Regions from separate parts of the Drosophila melanogaster genome. Here region 1 is linked to region 2. The links are chromatin contacts, called in public Hi-C maps. All regions are on one chromosome and are shown on one strand. The core of a region is the stretch at or near the end of the contact, and the rest is flanking DNA. Distances in the headings are between cores, read along the strand shown.

Evidence for each region. A called contact is a pair of places that touch in the nucleus more often than the background predicts.
Region 1: a Hi-C map of the Kc167 cell line shows a contact between it and region 2, with 2.4 times the contacts expected there.

Annotation. Positions count from the first base shown.
Region 1 is chr3R:19,633,410-19,637,650 of dm6, reverse strand. It overlaps CG34138, which reads right to left and starts at 2,702. Exons shown (of 4, transcript NM_001043264.4): 1 at 2,439-2,702; 2 at 2,262-2,383; 3 at 2,037-2,193; 4 at 1,772-1,976. The coding sequence starts at 2,631. The coding sequence ends at 1,861. subdued (subdued,) reads left to right here. Exons shown (of 14, transcript NM_142563.2): 8 at 33-591; 9 at 649-852; 10 at 912-1,373; 11 at 1,436-1,611; 12 at 1,669-1,774; 13 at 3,301-3,439; 14 at 3,499-4,233. The coding sequence ends at 3,722.
Region 2 is chr3R:15,983,449-15,987,402 of dm6, reverse strand. srp (serpent) reads right to left here and starts at 1,251. Exons shown (of 8, transcript NM_001275690.1): 1 at 616-1,251. lncRNA:CR44133 (long non-coding RNA:CR44133) reads right to left here and starts at 1,222. Exons shown (of 2, transcript NR_074017.1): 1 at 616-1,222. Hel89B (Helicase 89B) reads right to left here. Exons shown (of 7, transcript NM_169693.2): 7 at 3,952-3,954.

The sequences.
Region 1 (4,241 bases), core at 1,453-3,952, 3.6 Mb before region 2:
TAAAATGAAATCTAATTAAATATTATCTCTAGGAAAGATATTTGCCAGAGCGGTAATACAAACATAACCATGTGTCCTCTTTGTGATTGGTGCAACTTTTGGGACCTGAAAGAGACCTGCAACTATGCCAAAGTCACGTACCTCATTGACAATCCCAGCACCGTGTTCTTCGCCGTTTTTATGTCCTTTTGGGCCACCCTATTTCTGGAGCTGTGGAAGCGGTACTCCGCCGAAATAACGCATCGTTGGGATCTGACGGGATTCGATGTGCATGAAGAGCATCCGAGGCCACAATATCTGGCGCGTTTGGAGCACATACCACCGACGAGAGTGGATTATGTGACCAATATAAAAGAGCCAACGGTTCCCTTTTGGCGTATGAAACTTCCCGCCACCGTGTTCAGCTTTTCAGTGGTACTGCTCCTAATTGCACTGGCCTTTGTGGCACTGCTGGCAGTGGTTGTATACCGAATGTCCATGCTGGCCGCCCTTAAAGTGGGTGCTAGTCCCATGACCACCTCTAGCGCTATTGTCCTAGCCACTGCATCAGCTGCCTTTGTAAATCTGTGCCTGCTCTATATACTTAATTATGTAAGCAAATGGTTTCGTTTAGTTAGATCGATTTACAAATACCACATTTCTTTTTAGATGTACAATCATTTGGCTGAGTACCTGACAGAGCTGGAAATGTGGCGCACTCAAACTCAGTTCGATGACTCGCTTACCCTTAAAATTTATCTGCTGCAGTTTGTAAACTACTACGCCTCCATTTTTTACATAGCTTTCTTCAAGGGTAAATTCGTTGGTCATCCGGGAGAGTATAATAAGCTTTTTGACTATCGGCAGGAGGAGGTGAGTCTTTTCATTTCGTATATACATATAGTTAAATTAATAAACTCTTTATTTTGCAGTGCTCATCGGGCGGCTGTTTGACGGAGCTGTGCATCCAGTTAGCCATTATAATGGTTGGCAAGCAGGCATTCAACACTATTCTTGAAGTGTATCTTCCCATGTTCTGGCGAAAGGTTTTGGCCATTCAGGTGGGACTGTCGCGACTTTTCAACAACACCCCGAATCCAGACAAGGCGAAAGACGAACGCTGGATGCGGGATTTCAAGCTACTGGATTGGGGTGCCCGAGGTCTGTTTCCCGAGTATTTGGAGATGGTCTTGCAGTACGGCTTCGTAACCATCTTTGTGGCCGCTTTTCCGCTGGCGCCATTCTTTGCCCTGCTAAATAATATCCTGGAAATGCGACTGGATGCAAAGAAACTATTGACCCACCACAAGCGTCCAGTATCACAGCGAGTTCGAGATATAGGAGTGTGGTATCGTATCCTGGACTGCATAGGCAAGCTCAGCGTGATCACAAATGTAGGTAGAATTCGCAGAGGTAGAATTATCAAAATATCTTAAACTAATTACCACGTATTTAGGGATTCATCATTGCCTTTACCTCTGACATGATACCGCGGTTGGTGTACCGGCATTACGTAAACAAGCAAGGCACTCTGGATGGTTACCTCAACTTTACACTATCAGAGTTCAAAGTCATTGATTCGCCCACGTTGTATAGCTTAGCTGGCGATCTCTCCAACATAACAACGTGCAGGTGAGTGAAATATATGGAATAATTTCAGGAATTACTTATTAGCTAGCTTGTTTTCAGATATACGGACTTTCGACTTCCACCATCGTCTCCAGAAAAATACACATTGAGCAGCATGTTCTACATAATTCTGGCCTGCCGATTGGGTTTTGTAGTCGTCTTTGAAGTGAGTAAAACTTAGGGATAGATTTATTTGTATTATTTTTCAAACATTTATATTTGTCGGTTCCAAAACGTAAATTCTAAGTATGTTCAGGCATTAAATGTGTGTGGCGGGCTTTGGGGAATGACTTCAACATTCTCACTGGGGTCAGACTTTAGCTTGCGATAAAGAGCAAAGATACCATACGAAAATAACGCGTTCAGCACTGAAATATATATTGAGATATAAACAATTATTTAACTTAAGTATGAAAGGAGTAGCTCACCTATAAATACGCCAAAGATTAGGCTTCTCGCTATTCGACGATCCACTGCGGCATCAACTTCATCAATTCGCAGCTCCAGGCTCACAAAAATGCCCGTTTCAACAACCATTGATAGGCATGAGTTTATCAACCAGGGAGCAATACATACGAGACGTTTCTTAAAATAGTTTGTTATATTTTATATTAAATAAGTAATGTGCTTTTGGGATATTTAAAATATGTTACCTGCTTTATGCCGTCGATAAGAATACAGGCCACCATTAGGTTTATCATTGCCTTCACCCAAATTATAAACGTTGCTGTCATATAGAAAACCTGCGAGAACTCTCGCACCCACAGATAGTTCACTGTAAGACTTTGTATTTAGAAAACAATTATATTCGGTACTTTCCGTTAAGTTACCCAATGTTGAAAAGAAGGTTCCAATGGGAGTCAAAGCTTCCACTTCGGCATCCTGTTCCCATTTTTCAATATCCATGAAATCGAGGTATAGGTAAAAGCTCGAAGGACCCAGTATGCTCACTGCTAATAGCAAGTCCCCACAGGCTATGCAGAGGCCCACCGACGAAAGGCTTAGGAATTCAAAGTATTTCATCTTGAACACGGCCTAATTAACTTTGTACAATATTTCGACCGTTTTTTTATTCTTCAGATTGCTTGGTATTCCTGTTTTTAATTAGATTTTATAATATTCTTTTGTAATTTATTTATTTCTTTTATACAATTGGTATTTCTATATCCTTTTTTATAATTTTAGTATTGTATTTAATTTTGCTTAAACGCGTCCGCTTGGCTCGAGGTACTCACAGCTACTAACTAAAGTTTTTGGCTCTAAGTAGAACTAGGGCCAATTATCCATTTAGGTTCTCCATTTTGGTTCTTTATATTTACCTTTCATTCTTTCCCGGCTTTCTGTCTTTCTTATGCTGCAAGAATCCAAAGTCCATCGAGTCAAGTATGTTGCATGTGTTGCATGTTTGTTGAGCGGTGTGCTGCTGTGCCGGTTTTGGTTTCTAAGGGGTTTCTTTTTCGAATAGAACTCGACGATATCGCCCCCAATACACATTATATTAGGGTTGAGGCTAGCACCTGTCTAAGCTGCATTTAGCCAATTCCATTTACTTGCCTGGAAAGTTGTCATTTGGTAGGCTTCATTTGACCCCAAATTCGCCAGCAACGTCGCAGACTAAATATTGTAATTCAGGGGCGTGTGATGATGAAATATTTTGCATAAATTAGTTGATGGCTTGCATTTTGTTTTCAGAACTTTGTTGCCCTGGTGATGATTTTGGTGCGTTGGTGCATTCCGGACATGAGCGTTGAACTGCGTGACCAAATCCGACGCGAAGTTTATGTGACCAATGAAATTATCATCGATCAAGAGGCCCACAGGGCTCGTTTTGGTATGTGATTAAATCTTAACTTCTTAATTTGTATAAACTTGAATTACCTTACGTTTCAGAGCGTGCCAAGCGCAGCAGTTCGGTGCTCCAGACGCCAGTTGACCAGGACATGGATGCTGCCTCCATTCAAGAGCCTAATGCCAAGTTCATTAACATTGAAAAGCTCCTTACTGAAAATCTCACACAGATCGAAATGGATGCTATTATACACGGCGAAAATCCAATCACAGGAATTTCCGGTGCCGATTGCTTAGACGAAGTGCACAAAAAACTCAGTGACTAAGTTAAAAATCATTCAAAGTGATTATTTGTGTTACGAATGTTCCTTTCAGTCACTTAATTAGGCCTTAGCTATGACACTTTTATTATTATTTAGTAACCCTTAGAAATTTGTTTGATACTTGGTTACAAGCTTTACTCATGCTTTATTTTATTGTAAGAGCCCAGTAATTGTTATTTAGGTAATCCAATTTTATGATCTGTTAATTGAAAATGATTTATTAAGTGGCTCAAACTTATATTTATGCAGCCCAAGTGAGTGCCAATCTGTAAACGAGCACAACTCATATACTTTTATAATTAATTGCATATTACGAAATGTTAAAAGTAATCTCTCATTCGTGTTAAAAAACTCAGGCTCTCAAATGACGCGTACATGAACATTTATTTTAGATAGCGTGACATATATACATGTATTTATTGCATACATTAAACCGTATGTATGTATATTGATGTTGATATACTGGAATCTCTATTCAATGTTGAATATATCAATAAACAAATAGTCAAATATTGGGGTGAA
Region 2 (3,954 bases), core at 2-2,501:
GGAACGGGACCCATCGTTTGGACTCGCATTTTGTTTTTCAGTCGTTTCAACCTCCTTATATATTTATATATATATACACATACATATATATAAAATATATACTCGGGCACGCATATGGGCACTTGCTGGGTGCCACTGCCTGGAGCTGTAAGGCAATGCCCCACCCCTTGGCTGGACGGGATCCGGAGTTTTGTGCTTTTTGGGTTCGTTGATCGTCATGCTGGTTTCTCGTAATCGACATAATTTTCCCTACTTTTCCCTGTCGGTCCCTTTTCAATTCCTTAAATTTTCTTAGACACTTTTTGCTTGGATGCATTCCACAACATTTAATAATCTTACTGCGACTTGAACTGAAATATTTATTCTTAGAAACCATTTTAAGCCTAAAACTCATTAAAATCATGACTGTTTGCAAAAAATGAATACAATGACTCATAATAATACGTACACTATGTCTTCCCAAGAGTTGTGACTAAACATTATGTGACATTTATTTATGTACATATGTAGCTTCATTTAGCACATATGCAACATTCCATTAGTATTATTTATGTTAGTTAAGACAATTGAGAGCAACTTCCCCCGAAGGCCAACAAATCGTCTGGTGAAACTTACCAAGTTGTCCATGGCCAGATTCCCATGCATATTCCGACAGCGATTGAAAATCCATTGTGGCTAGGTCCAGAATCGAGTGCTCGGATCCGTTGCGCTCATTATGAGGGGCGTTCGTTCGGCCCATGTGGTTTTCATCGATGATGACCGAGCCGCGGACATCTGGGCATCTGGCGATCTCAGGCGCTAAGCAAGCGTTAAATTTTCGGTTTCGATACTGTCCGGACTTTGAGGGGGCGTTAACCCGGCAAATGAAAGTGTCACACAGGTCACGCCGACGGATCACAACTCTTTCGGGGAACGATGAGGAGGCGGGTGGTGGCTTTTCCGGGCGCCCAACCGTCGATTATGTTGGTTAAACTCACGTCGCTTTTGTGGTTAAACACACGTTTGAAGGATTTCCCTTGCGCCGGCGCAACTTTCCTCACATTTTTCCACGCTCAAAGGGTTTTCTTCGGTTTCACGCCCAACAGATCACGGTGATAATCGCCGGGACACGACCCACGAATCCGCACCGGTGTGCCGGATGCAATCGATAGGATGGGATGGCACGGGATGGGTTCGGTTGGGAGTGGACCCGACCAGACCCGCATCCGAGCTCCGACCTACTACTACAACTTTTCAAATGCTACTCGGCCGGGAGCCACCCAAAGCAATGCGAGTAAAATATTCTTGATTAAAACTTATCAGAGCACATTTCATATCACCTTTTCAAAAACGCAACAACAGCAAAGTAACGATTGTACTTATTATCGGCGACGCAACCGTCGAACTCATTGCGCCGTGTACTCGGTACTTTGGCGTAGTTTGGCTGTCGCCGGTTCCGCTGATTGGACGCCGCCAAGATATGGCTATCTGAGCCGGGCCCGATTCCGATTCCACGATTGCCAGCCCCACAGGCGCCATCTCCGCCGCATGGACGCCACACGGGAGCGAGCAGGACGCTGGCACAGATAGAGCGAGAGGCAGGGTGGGCGATACCAAAACACGATTTGATTAAGTTGCATCACGCGTCGGTCGCGCGACTATCCTTATCGGGGCAACTCTCGCTCTCCGACTTGGTGAGTATATGCCATAGGTCCTTATCATCTGGCCTGCTTTGGCCAGATTTGATTTGGTGACGACAGCATTCGGAATCTGGCCACTATAGCGGAATGTACATAAGTTCCTGTTTCGAATGCTTACCAAACAGTAGAGAAAGGATCTTTAACCAACTTACTAAAAAAAAATATATATAAATTCCCCCAGATCCAATCCTGTAAATACCCAATTTCTAATTATTTCTCAAAGATACAAGCTCTTCCAAACTAATCTTTTTCTAAATCAAAAATATAAGTTCCTAATATAAATCCCACTTTTCTCTTTTATATCTAAGATATTTTCCGGTTTAGTAAAGATGGTTTATGAAAGATATAACATTTTTTTTGCGCTCAATAAATAGAGACTGATCTACATTAAACCAAACCGATAACAAAGCCTGGCAGACGACCTTGCCTATCTATGGCACTCCTACTATTCTCCCTACACACCCCCCCTTTCGATGAAGTTTATGATGAAGTTTATTTCCCACCAGGGAAATGCCAAAGAGTCTGGTAATTTTAAAAAACTAAAAAGCAAGCACGTTTCCAAAAAAAAACGATAAAAAAATGTAAAGATATTCCTATCTAATAGCAAAATGCCGGCTCTTATGACGTCACGCGTCGTGATAAGAGAACCAGTAATCAAGAAACAATAACAAAAAGCTGAGAACAAACATATTGCAAACAGAAACATTGATAAAACCAGACGAATCAGAAGCAAGGAGCGGGTGACGAGGCGAAAACAATGCTGGCGAGATAAGGAGGTAAATAACCTGGCGGAAAACTTTAAGTCGGCGCCTCGCCGGGCAGACCAAGATCCGACCCAGCCAGTAGGGAGAGGAGGAGGCCCTGGCCACAGGGTGCGGGTCACCCATGCGGGGAGGAGTCGAGGAGGAGACATTGCGATAAGGATGCAAGGGTGCGGGTGCGGGTGCTGGACTATCAGTAGTAGCAGTAGCAAAGTCCGGAAGATGCCTTGTGGTCAGAAGATAAAAGGCCAAAGTGAGTGGGTAAGAGAAAAGGGAATGCACTGAGAAGAATGCAGAGGCAAAGATTGTAAGATACTATTAATAACCTATTTTAATAACCTATTATCTTGTCATCATGTTATTTTAGATACTATTACTACATTTCATTTAAACTATCCTGCTACGTTTAGCTTTAATCATGTACAGAATTTCATATTTGAAATCTGTATAAGATCTGGTATATTTTTTCTCGCAGTGTTATATAGCGAGTGGAAAATCGTAGCTTATCAGCCACCGACTTTAACTCGGGACTTGCTTTTGTTTTGTTTGAGCTGACTCTTATAATACAATTTAATAATGACCATTATAAAGAAACTGGGGAAGACGGGCATTACTACGGGCCAGAGATAAGGCCATCCTGTACCACGCACCGAATCCCTCGTACTGCTGCAGGAATTATTATTGTTTTGGAGTATTGAGACACAGACTCCATTACGATCGGGTCGCGTTTAGCACCCCTCGTAGACATAAATAATCTACTCCATGGATGGATGGTGTGCCCATGCCATAATCCGCAGCCATTTCATCGTGACGAAGCACAGATAAGCCGGGTTTTGTATTAATCGAAAGCAAACCAAATTGAAAACTAAATCGGGTATGCTGTGTGGTGGTAAGGGGTCAACTAACTATATTTACTAGCTGGGGCACTTTTAATGGGCTGACACAACTGATAGCCCCATCAAATTTCAAGGTACTAGGGTCACAGCCGACCAGATTCCGAATGAGAACGACGGAAAGTACATAAATATTCCTCTTTCGCCAGTCGAGCAAATAGCTCTTCTGATAAATGAAACACAAAATCGATTTCAGCCGATCGATCTGATAAATCGTGGCAATATGAACACATTAGTCAATAAAATGAGCCGTGACTATGGAAACAATTGGTCAGGGTGAAATTAGGTGTCTTATTGTGAGGGACAGAAGTAAATATTTAGTAAGCAAATTATGCACTCAAACATTAATTTTTCAGGGCAAACAATTGTATTTGCCATTGCTGATAAGACTATTTAAAAACATCAAAATTTGAATTCTTTCTTTTGGTCTCTCTGTATTCTCGATACACTGAAAACAATTTCCATTCCCAAACATAGTTGATTTCCGATTTTTTCAATCAGCCGTAAGGTATTCTACACTTTTTTCTTACTCTTCGAAAACCATACTTCAGCGGTATATTGCCTTTGGTATTCAAATGTGTTTGTAAAGATTTAAGCTAAGATGTTTAAATTTTTTTTATT